2 separate regions of the Sus scrofa genome follow, and region 1 is linked to region 2. A link is a contact called in public HiChIP or PLAC-seq data. All regions are on one chromosome and are shown on one strand. Each heading gives the region's core, a stretch centred on a gene start, on an enhancer-like site or on the middle of the called end of the contact. The rest is flanking DNA. Distances are from core to core; before and after follow the strand shown.

The links. HiChIP or PLAC-seq counts read pairs in DNA pulled down with a chosen protein or histone mark.
Region 1: a contact with region 2 is called in an H3K27ac HiChIP or PLAC-seq map of alveolar macrophages. The contact joins two enhancer-like sites. A contact is called at or near these places in 2 of 47 Hi-C or Micro-C datasets (epiblast stem cells and skeletal muscle) and 1 of 2 datasets of contacts at active chromatin or transcription factors (alveolar macrophages).

Annotation. Positions count from the first base shown.
Region 1 is chr14:114,170,798-114,177,027 of Sscrofa11.1, forward strand. The region is part of intron 10 of PCGF6 (polycomb group RING finger protein 6); the gene reads right to left. Among named protein-coding and RNA genes, the nearest start is that of NT5C2, 6.5 kb to the left of the region's middle. Within about 2 kb of position 4,519, at least 10 of the 83 cell types and tissues checked have an H3K27ac peak or open chromatin away from gene starts, as enhancers often do. A contact at or near this core is called in alveolar macrophages, where this site is marked.
Region 2 is chr14:113,788,317-113,794,003 of Sscrofa11.1, forward strand. The region is part of intron 2 of WBP1L (WW domain binding protein 1-like); the gene reads left to right. Among named protein-coding and RNA genes, the nearest start is that of CYP17A1, 29 kb to the right of the region's middle. Within about 2 kb of position 1,790, at least 25 of the 83 cell types and tissues checked have an H3K27ac peak or open chromatin away from gene starts, as enhancers often do. A contact at or near this core is called in alveolar macrophages, where this site is marked.

The DNA of each region.
Region 1 (6,230 bases), core at 3,269-5,768, 390 kb after region 2:
AACTCAGTGTGGGATCCTGGACTGGATACTGAAACAGAAAAAGGACATTAGTGGGAAAACTGGTAAAGTTCTAGTGAATCTATGGTTTAGTTAATAGTATGGTACCAATGTTAACTTCTTAGTTTTGACTATTGAACCAGAGTTGCATAAGCTGTTAACATTAAGGCAAACTGAGTGAAAGGTATACTGGAACTTTCTATGCTATTTTTGTAACTCTCCTGTAAATTTAAAATTATTTCAAAATAAAAAGTTAAAAAGAAAATCATGGACTTGGAAAATAGACTTGTGGCTGCCTGATGGGAGAGGGAGGGAGTGGGAGGGATCAGGAGCTTGGGGTTATCAGACACAACTTAGAACAGATTTACAAGGAGATCCTGCTGAGTAGCATTGAGAACTATGTCTAGATACTCATGTTGCAACAGAACAAAGGGTGGGGGGAAAAAAAAGGGAAAAAAATGTAATGTATACATGTAAGGATAACTTGATCCCCTTGCTGTACAGTGGGAAAATTAAAAAAAAAATAAAAATAAAAATTTAAAACAAAACGCAGACATAAATACCACTCTTTCCTGTCGTCACTGCTATAGACAATGTTTCTGTGTACCCTTTAGATTCATATGTTGTGATGATGGTTGTACAAATATAATAAAATTCATTGAATTTAAAAAAAAATATGAGGCGTTCCCATCGTGGCTCAGTGGAAACAAATCTGACTAGTATCCATGAGGATGCAGGTTCAATCCCTGGCTTTGCTCAGTGGATAAAGGATCCAGTGTTGCTGTGAGCTGTGGTGTAGGCCAGCAGCTACAGTTTTGATTCAACCCCTAGCCCAGGAACCTCCATATGCCTTGGTTGTGGACCTAAAAAGACCAAAAAAAAAAGGGAAACCTAATCCCCATTGTGTTGATATCTGGAGATAGGCATTTGGGAGGTTATTAGGTCACCAAGGCAGAGCCCCCATAAGTGGAATTAGTGCCCTTATGAAAGGGACCCAAGAGAGGACAGGTGGGATGGGATGGGGGTTTGGGATTGGCGCATGCACACTGTGGTATGGAATGACTGGCCAATGTGGACCTGCTGTATTACACAGGGAACTCTACCCAATATTCTGGGAAAATCTATATGGCAAAAGAATCTGAAAAATTTAAAAAAAGAGAGAGAGAGACCCCAGAGAGCTTCCTACTCCCTCCTACCTTGTGAGGACACAGCAAGAGGATAGCTATTTCTGAACCAGGAAGTGGGTCTTCACCACTGAGTCTGCTGATACCTTGCTCTTGGACTTCCCAGCTTCTAGAACTGTGAGAAACAAATTTCTATTGTTTAGATGCCACCCGGTCTCTGCTATTCTGTTATGGCAGCCTGAACTAAGACAACTGCACATGGTTTGTAGGAGATTTTGAAAACAGATTGTAAGGCTACCTACCAAAATCTTTTATCAGAGGTTATCCTTAAAGATAGGGGGTCATGTCGAAAGAGAGTCTTAGCTTTAGTTTTAATATTCTTGGAGATAAATGTACAGATGTATTTCTTTTTTAATCGAAAATTAATTTTTTAAAATGAAAAAGAAAGCAAAAGGACAAGATACTTGGCCTCATGATTTTCAGGAGTAAGACAAGCCATGCCAACCAACCATAAAACAACCTTCTAATAATGGGTCGGGGAGACAGAGGAAGCCTTAAATGACTTGCTTAGGGTCTCTAACTTGACATTGGCTGAGGGGCCCAGGCAGCACTTGGTAAGAAAGGCCATCCCACTGTGGCCTTGGATGGCCTCTCACCAAACTTCCTGCCCGAGCACTCACATGGCTTCCCTACCCCTTTGTTAACCCAATTTCTCCCCAGAATACCTTAAACTCTGAGTCACCCAGAATGTGAGCTGCATTCACAGGTCACTCATCAGTTTTCTGCTTCTTGGCAGAACCCCTCAGAGAAATTCAAGCATTGCTCAACACCCTGGCCTGGAGCCTAGAAACAGCCTGCCCCCAAATCTTGTTCCCAGGAAGTATTCAGTCATAGATCCAATCAGCCAGCTTTAAAGTCTCTTCTCTTTTTCCTCCCTCCTTCTCTAACAGCATAAGGCCAGCACTTACTGCCATAAGTAGCCGTACAGGCATTACGGGTAGAGACAGTTAATCAGAAAAAATTTAGTCTAGCTAGAAACATCTAGTCCAACTTGAGACAGGACATCCATTTAAGACTTAAGAGCACCTACATCTCTTCAAAAATATGCACTCAGCTCCTACCAGGTGCCTAATACTGATCCACAGAAACATGAGTTTCTGCCCTCATGCAGGTTTCTAAGTGCTTGGAGAGATGGACTTTATTTTTTTAATTTTTTTTATTTTTTGTCTTTTTTGCTATTTCCTGGGCCGCTCCCGCGGCATATGGAGGTTCCCAGGCTAGGGGTCGAATCGGAGCAGTAGTCGCCGGCCTACGCCAGAGCCAGAACAACAACGCGGGATCCGAGCCACATCTGCAACCTACACCACAGCTCACGGCAACGCGGGATCGTTAACCCACTGAGCAAGGGCAGGGACCAAACCCGCAACCTCATGGTTCCTAGTCGGATTCGTTAACCACTGCTCCACGACGGGAACTCCTGGACTTTAAAAAAACAAATAATTATTTTGTAAGTATTATGCAGGAAAAGTAAAAGATGCTCTGAGGGAGAACAAAATAGGGTCTTGATGAGGATCCCAGGAAACATTCCCCTAAGGAAGTAACATCTCAGTAAGACCTGCAGGACCAATAGGACTTTTTAAGTAAAAAAAGTAATAGAGGGGCTTACTTGGAGGAGGAGAGAATTTCTAAAAGAGGGACCAGTGGGTACAAAGGCCCCAAATTAGGGATGAGCCTTATATTTCCACAGAATAACCAGAAGCCTAGAGAGAAAGGGAGAAAGTGACCAAAAAATGGTCCTGGAAGGAGGCAGGGCTAGACATCACAGGACACTGTAGACCATATAAATGATCTGGAATCTTACTGGAAGTTCAGTGGAGAGTAACCGATGACATAAGAGGACTGCAGAGATCAATTTATTTTGTACTATTATTATCATCATTTTAAAAATTATTTGGCCCTGCCTGAGGCATGCGGAAGTTCCTGGGCCAAGGATTGAACCCACCTGCAGCACTTACCAGAGCCACAGCAGTGACAACGTCAGATCCTTAACCACTAGTCAACCAAGGAATTCCCATCTGCCATTTAAGTGAATGGAATGTAAACAACCAATCAATGGCCTCAACATTCATGAACATTCATTTGAATCAAGCAAAAATCTAGTAGGTGCCCATTGAAAACTTCCATTGGATTTACAACGTAAGATTGTAAGAGACAGGAGTTCCTGTTGTAGCTCAGCAGAAACAATTCTGACCAGCATCCATAAGGATGCAGGTTTGATCCCTGGCCTCACTCAGTGGGTTAAGAATCTGGTGTTGCCATGAGCTGTGGTGTAGGTTGTAGACACGGCTTGGATCCCAAGTTATTGTGGCTGTGGCATGCATGGGCTGGCAGTTTCAGCTCTGATTTGACCCCTAGCCTGGGAACTTCCATATGCTGTGGGTGTGGCCCTAAAAAGATAAAAAATAAATTTAAAAGATTGTAAGAGACAAGATCTGCAACCTTTACCACGATTGTTCTATCTATTGAACACCTACCAGGTGGTAAATACTGGAGATCTAAATTGACCCTTACCCACATTCTACCCCAGAGTTGCTGAACATCTATTTAGGAAATTAGACATTTGGGTAAAACATGAAGGCAGGTCATTATAAGCTGCATGCCAGATCAGTGATCCTGACACTCCAGAGTTTCAGGAGAGATAGATTCCTGAGGAGACATAAGAGTCAGAATCAAATACATCATGATACTATTTCATACCTACTAGGATAGCTATTAGGTATCCTAGTAGGTATGAAATAGCTACTAGGATAGCTATATACATTGAGAGAGAAAGAAAAAAAAAAAAAAGAGAGAGAGAGAGATAGCAAGCCTTGGCAAGGATGGAGAGAAAAATGGAACCCTCCTGCATTGCTGGTAGGAATGTCAAATGGTGCAACATCTGTGATGGGTCCTCGAAAAGCTAAACATGGAATTACTGTATGAGCCAGCAATCCTACTTCTGGGTATATATACAAAAGAATTGAAAACAGGGATTCAAACAGATACTCAATGCCAGTGTTCATAGCAGCATTGTTCATAATAGTGAGAAAGTAAAATCAACACAAATGTCCATCAACACATGAATGGATAAATAAAATATGATACATCTACACAATGAAATATTATTTAGACAAACCAACAAATAAAATTCTGGTACCTGCTACGACATGGATAATCCTTGAAAGCACTATGCCAAGTAAAATAAGCCAGACACAAAAGGACAAATATGATATGATTCCACTTATGTGAAATATCTAAAATAGGCAAATTCATAGACACAGAAAGTAGATTAGAGGTTACCAGGGGCTTGGGCAACTGGGAGGAAGAGGGAGTTATTGCTTCATGGGTCCAGAACTTCTGTTTGGGATGATAAAAAAGTGCTGAAAACAGGCAGTGGTGTTGGTTGCACAACACTGCTAGTTACGCCACTGAACTGTACACTTACAAATGGTTAACATGGCAAATTTTATGTTACATATATTTTACCATAGTGAAAAAAATTTCAAAAAAACTTTAAAAAGAAATCAAGTTCCTAAATAGGACCATTTCCTCCATGTTCAGGAGGCTCCTTCTAAATGCACTTTTCAGATGCTGGTCCCAAGTCCCCGCCTACATTGTTTCCTCTGACTGAAAAGCTCTTTTAACATTTTGAACTCTCTTAGTCCTTTCAGCCTTAGCTCCACTATTACTCAGGGAGGCCTTCCCAACCTTGTTACCCCAGTATTTTCTTAACATGCTGCCCATATCCCTGCTTCCCTTCCCACGATTACAATTAAATACCTATTTGTGTGACTATGTCTTTAATATCTGCCTCCTCAGTAGGCTGTAAGCGCCAAGAGGGCAGGGATAATCCTGTCCACTGTGTCTATCATGTCCACGGAGAGGGGATACAGCTCCTCGCCAAGGGTCTGGCACCCTGGGGGTTCCATATGTACTTTTAAATAAATGAGTAACTAAATGAATGTGTGGTAGGATTGTGAGCAGATTTTAACTTAATGCCTTTTACAATTCTGAAAGTAGATTAAATTATTTTTTTTCCTTTCCTTTTCTCTCTCTTTTTTTTTTTTGCCATTTCTTGGGCTACTCCCACGGCATATGTAGGAGGGTCGAGTTGGAGCTGTAGCTGCTAGCCTACACCACAGCTCACAGCAACACCAGATCCTTTACCCACTGAGCAAGGCCAGGGACCGAACCTGAAATCTCATGGTTCCTAGTCGGATTCGTTAACCACTGAGCCACGATGGGAACTCCTTTTTCTCTTTTTTTATGGAGGCACCTGAGGCATATGGAAATTCCCAGGCCAGGGGTCAAATCAGAGCTGCAGCTGCCAGGATCTGAGCCGCATCTGTGACCTACACCAGAGCTTAGGGCAATGATGGATCCTTAACCCACTAAGCAAGACCGGGGATCGAACCTGCATCCTCATGGATACTAGTTGGGTTGTTAACCCACTGAGCCACAATGGGAACTCCTAAATTACTTTTTTAAGGGCAGCACATCAGGGGTCTCATTCTTTTTGTTTTGGTTTGGTTTTTGTTTTACAAACGTGTGAAACTATTAATTTGTATTGCTCACGTTGACTTCAACGTATACTTTTTTGATGACAGTATATTCTACCATGTAACTTTGAAAGCAATCAAATTTTTGAAAGTTTATTTTAGGATTTCACACAGTGACATATGGGGTTAATAATCCAGTGTTGTCTCTGCAGTAGCTCGGGTTGCTGCTGAGGCACGTGTTCAATCCCTGACCCAGTGCAGTGGGTTAAGGATTTGATGTTGCCACACTGCAACTGTGGCAGCTTTGGCTTGGATTTCTTCCCTGCCCCTGGAAATTCCATATGCCTCAAGTACAGCCCAAAAAAAATTATTTTATTAAAGTATAGCTGATTAGGGCTCTCACTCTTACATCTTTGTGCTCTATCCTGTGAAATCTTCAGCAGTCTCTTGAGCAGGAACCTGAGTGAGACTTTAGTACAATTTGTTTCCAGGTAAATCTGCTACATCACCAGCCACTCCAACCTTGGTCTCTAAGTGTCCATCTAAAATAAGTGATGAGTTGTTGGACAAA
Region 2 (5,687 bases), core at 540-3,039:
CTAACAAGTTCCTACTGGATGCTGTGGCCTCTTCTGTGTTAGAGGGTGTGGGGAGACAGAATCCTTGCCATCAAGAAGGGAGTCTCTTAGCAGAGAGAAGAGGTGAAACACATGCTTCACTCACTAGTAATGCAAAGTACAGAGCTGAGTGTCTCTGCCAGGAGCGTTTGCGCTAGCTGGGCAGGATCCAGGCAGACTGCGTGGAGGCGGTGCCATTTGAGATAGGCCTTGAAGAACATATGGAGAAGGGTAGAATGACTTCCCAGGCAGAGGAACACCAAACACCATAGGTCAAGGTCCCCCTGGAAAGAACAGAGCCTGCAGCGCGTTAGCCTTTCTCCTGGGGCTGTGGGGCTCCCCTGGGGGTGGGGTGGGGATGAGGGTACTGATGTGCATAGAACTTGGTAAGGTCATCATGCAGGTCGGCCCCTCTGGCCCCAAGAACAACCCTGCCCTGTATGCAGAGCCAGGGACGCTGAGTCGTGGGTTCAGTGGGATTCACACAAAGTCACCCCCTTCGAGAATTCTCAAGTGTCAGGCTGGAAGGGCGGTTGGCCCAGGTCATGGAGGGTCTCAGATATGCATGTTGGAGTTCCACTGAGCATGCCCTGCATGGCCAGAGAGAGCAAAGAGAAAAGTTTGAGACCCCAGGAGGCTAAGAATGTGCTAAAGGCCAAACAAAGAGCCTGAACCCGTCTCCTGATGCTCATCCCAGGGCTCTGTCTACTCACCAAGCTCCATTTTCCAGGGAGAGGTCAGAGTTGGGAATTTCCGTTCCTGAGATAATTCAGGGGACCTTCATTCAGGTGTCATTTTCCCTGATTTGGGCTTCAGTGGGGAAGAGGGGTCTGTTTCTAGATGGTGGAAATTTCCCTGAGGGGACGTGAAACAGATTTTTATCAAATCCAATCCGTTTAACTCTGCTCAGCTTTTCACCTGCTGACTTTTATTCTTTTTAGTTTGTCTTGAGATACACATTGTTGAGCCGGTCTTAAGGGGGGGGCTGTAACATTTGCCACCCTGAGCAGAGTGGACACCAGAGGCCTGGGGTCTCCTTCCAAGCCCCGTCTGGAGCCCAGCTCCTAGCATCCAGGCTTCTAGATCAGTAGTAGGTGGGCTGGTTTTCCAGTGAATTGAGGCAAAAGTAGGACCTAGAAGGGAACTTTGGGCTTGTAACTCCCTCAGTTTTTTATGGAATACGGTTAGGGGGTTAGAAAGGAAATTTAAAGGAAGCCCTTTCCATCTGTGACCGTGCCTGGAACAACAATGGTAAGAATAAGCTAGAGTTCCTTTATGGCACAGCAGGTTGAGAATCTGGCATTGTCACTGCTGTGGCTTGGGTTCAATCCCTGGTCCAGGAACTTCCACATGCCATTAATGTGGCCCCCAAAAATAATAAGCTAGAGAACCTATTACACACCAGACATGGTTTAGAGTACTCTGCATATATTAACTTCGTTATCCTCACCGGGACCAAGTGGGTAGAAACCATTATTGTCTTCATTTTATAGAGGAGGAAAGTAAAAGCAAAGCGACCAAGGTCACAAAGCTGGGAATGAAACGTGTCCATGCTTTCCAATGCAAGTCCTCCGAAGTCTTCATTTCCCCAATTCAGGCCTTTTCCACAGTGGCAGTGGCAGGAGCTAAGAGCTCTGAGGGGCCAGGGAGGTCACCCACCATCCTGTGGGCTAGAAGGAGAGCTAATTTACAGTATACTTTGGCTTCCTAATGAGGAATTTCCTGCCAGTTGGGGAGTGGTGTTTTCCCAAGTTTATAGTGAACTCTGGGGCACATGACTCAGTTCCTACATTGGACTGTGATTGTTTTTAAAAACATGTTTTCCATTTTGCTTAGCATGACAAATGCACCCCACCACGAGGTCGCAGCTTTCAAAGGTCACTGGGGAATGCAGTCTTCCGGGGAGGTAATGAGTTTGAGGAGGAGGGCGTCCTGCTGCCTTCTTTGTCTGTGTGGCTCTTTCATGAGGTTTGCCTTTTTAAGACTTTCCTCCTTGTTTGTGAAATCTAGTGAAAATATCAAAAGTTTGCACAACTCCGCAGGGACTAGTCTGGATGGTCCCCCTTTTAAAGTTGATGGGACACGGCTTTGACTAGAATAGCTGCCAAGTGAATCTGTTGCGTGAGGGATAGACCAGAATGCTGTCTGTCTTCCCACAGTTAACTCCTTCAAGTGGGACCAGTCGTTAGGGGGCTTTTCTGGACCATTCCCCTTCCAGGCCCCTTCTGTTCCCAAGATAGTTTCCCCCCAGTTTTTGTTTGTTTGTTTTTAAGGCTTTTTTTTTTTTTTTTCCTTTTCTTTTGGCCGTGGTGTGCAGCAGCTTGATGTGGGATCTCAATTCCCAGACCAGGAATTGAACTGGGTTCCGCAGCAGTGAAAGCGCCAAGTCCTAACCACTAGACCACCAGGGAGTTCTTTGTTTTCCCCCAGTTTTGTTTTTTTTTGTTTGTTTTTTTTTTTTATCCTTTTAGAGCCACACCCAAGGCATATGGAAGTTCCCAAGCTAGGGGTCGATTTGGAGCTACAGCCGCTGGCCTACACCACAGCCACAGCAATGTCAGATCCAAGCCACATCTGCGACCTACACCACAGCTCACAGTAACACCGAATCTTTAACCCATTGAGTGAGGCCAAGGATCAAACCCACATTGTAATGGATGCTAGTCCGGCTCATTACTGCTGAGCCACCTCGGGAACTTCCTGTTTTCCCCCAGTTTTGAACCACACTAATAATACTTTGCGATACTATATTAGAAATGTAGAAATTAAAATGCAGTTTGAGACTTATGTAATAGCATACACGTGATCCTTGGTAGGGAGAGTTTTTCTACCCATGATACCACATGAGAAGAAACAGCTGATGGAATTTCATTAAACATTTGGGTTTGCTGGTGCTGTTAGATCTGATTAGGATAACTCTGCCAAGGGTATGCCTTCCACTTGTCTCATTTTTCTCTCTAGTCTCCTTCTACCCTGCCTGATTATTCCTCAAAACAAACAAACAGAGAAAACCTTTTTCTTTTTTCTTTTGGTCTTTTTATGGCCACACCTGCAGCATATGGAGGTTCCCAAGGCTAGGGGTCAAATAGGACCTGTAGCCACTGGCTCCACCACAGCCACAGCAGCACAGGATCTGAACCACATCTGCAACCTACGCCACAGCTCACAGCAACATGGGATCCTTAACCCACTGAGCGAGGCCAGGGATTGAACCTGCATCCTCATGGATACTAGTCAGATGTGTTTCCACTGAGCCACGATGGGAACTTCTCTTTTTCTATTATACTTCTAGTTCGGTGGAACTCAGGCTTTTCTGGAATAAGGATTCTCTTAAGAATCATGAACATTTTATTTTATTATTTATTTATTTATTTATTTTATAATGATTTTTATTTTTTTCCATTATAGCCAGTTTACAGTGTTCTGTCAATTTTCCACTGTATAGCATGGTGACCCAGTTACACATACATGTATACATTCTTTTTTCTCACATTATCCTGCTCCATCATAAGTGACCACACGTAGTTCCCAGTGCTACACAACAGGATCTCATTGCTAATCCATTCCAAAGGCAGTAGTCTGCATCTGTTAACCTCAAGCTCCCCATCCATCCCACTCCCTCCCTCTCCCCCTTGGCAGCCACAAGTCTATTTTCCAAGTTCAGAATCATGAACATTTAAAGTTCTCTCCCCCAGAAAAGCCTGTAAAGGTACTCTCTCGGTCAGGATAGGCTATAGGTTATGCTTAGTAATAACCGAGTAATAAATAAGTCCAAACTCCTAGTGGCCTAAACTAAAAGGTTTGTTGCTCACACTGTATGCCCATCACAGGTTGGATGGGAGCTTTGCTCCTACTTCTTTATCTTCTGGGGCCAGGCTGGTCAGGATCTGGAATGTTGTGACTTGCTAGAAAGGAGACTAATAGAGGATCTCACGTCAACAAGAAACATTCTGGCCCCTAAGTGGCATCTGTCACTTCCAACCTCAATTCCTTAGTTAGAAGTAGTCCCAGGAGTTCTTGCTGTGATGCATTGGATTAATGATCTGGCCTGTCTCTGTGGAGGCGCTCGTGGGTTAAGGTTCCTTTGCCGCAGGAACTTCCTTATGCCGTTGGTGTGGCTGCAAAAGAAAGAAGAAAGAAAAAAAAAAAAATTAGCAGCCCCAAAGTGTCCCCCAGTCATAAGGGGGCCAGGAAGTTCAAGCCTACCTACATGCTAGGAAGGGAGGGAACCAGAATTGCTTGGTCAACATGAAAATCAGCATATGAGATTTTTATTAAAAGTATATTACAAAAGCTGAGAAGTTTGGCCTTAGATCATATATACTGCAGCATTAGGGTTAAAAGTTAATTTACCTTAAGGTAAGAAACAACTGAAAAAATGACTTGGTAAAAAAAAATAGAGTTAGCGAAAATGTACTTTTAAAATTATGAAGTAACATGGAAGTATAAAGGATTGTGAGATTATGCTGGACAAGTAAATGTAGATAATACAAAAAAGTAGTTAGCCCAGAACCTTTTAGAACTGAGTGAAACATGCTTGGAGCCAGGCTCTTCAGCAGAATGCCCTGTGCTTATTTGTGCTGCCTCCCTTGGGTGCGACCCCACCCCGGGAGCCGGGTGGAAGGGGCTGGAGAAGAGGTTACAGGACTGCAGCAGGTTTGCTCCCAGAGCTCCTTTCTGGCCTCAGGACCATTCTTTGAGGGCTCCTCCAACCGTGGCTAGTCTTCAGTCAGCCGGCATCAGGAGAGCAGCGCAAGCTCAGTCAAGCCAATCTCAGCAGTGAATGTGGGAGACGTCTCGCTACAACTTAGGTTTACGCACTGTGGATGGGAATGGGGTTTTTCTGTCTGCCGATGGGGAAGGGGGAAGATATCCCCCGCCCATTGTTCCCCGCCTGTTCTCCTGTTGCCAGACCTCAGCAGAAGGTTCCCCTGAACACAGACTTGGGCTAAAAGCAGTGGGGGGTCGCCTAGCCTCATGGCCAGCCTGCCGGTGCTGGGGGGGCTGTACTGCCATCCTGTCTCACCTCATAGGGGCAGTTCTGTGGGGAGATTCAGTGGGGGACAGAAGCACCCCTGGGTGCTGCCAGAGGCTACACCCTAAATATCAGTGGAATCTTTCAGGATATTGTGTTCTAGTACAAACGGGAAAAAAAAAAACCAAAAAACGAAAAAACGGGTTTATTCATTTATATGTCTGCTTGCTGAGAGACAGAGGCCTTTTTTTTTTTTTTTTTTAAATAACAATGTTACTTCATTCAGACAAAAGACAAAAGATGTGGAAATAACACATTCTAAACACAAGTTTATAATTACAAAGCAGATGATTAAAAATACACATAGCATTTGTAATGAAAAAAGATGAAAGTTCCTTAGGAATAGAGAGTAATATATTCTCATTTAATAAAAATTCACCTTAAAATTATTCCTCAGATTAATTTTTTATTGAGAAAAAAAATTCTTGGAGTTCCCGTTGTGGCTCAGTGGTTAAGAACCTGACATAGTGTCTGTGAGGATGTGGGTTCAATCCCTGGCCTTGCTCAGTGGGTTAAGGATCTGGCACTGCCGTGAGCTGTGGTATAGGCCGGCAGGTGTAGCTCTGATTCCACCTCTAGCCTGGGAACCTCCATATGCTGCGGTGCAGCCCTAAAAAGCAAAATAAATAAATAT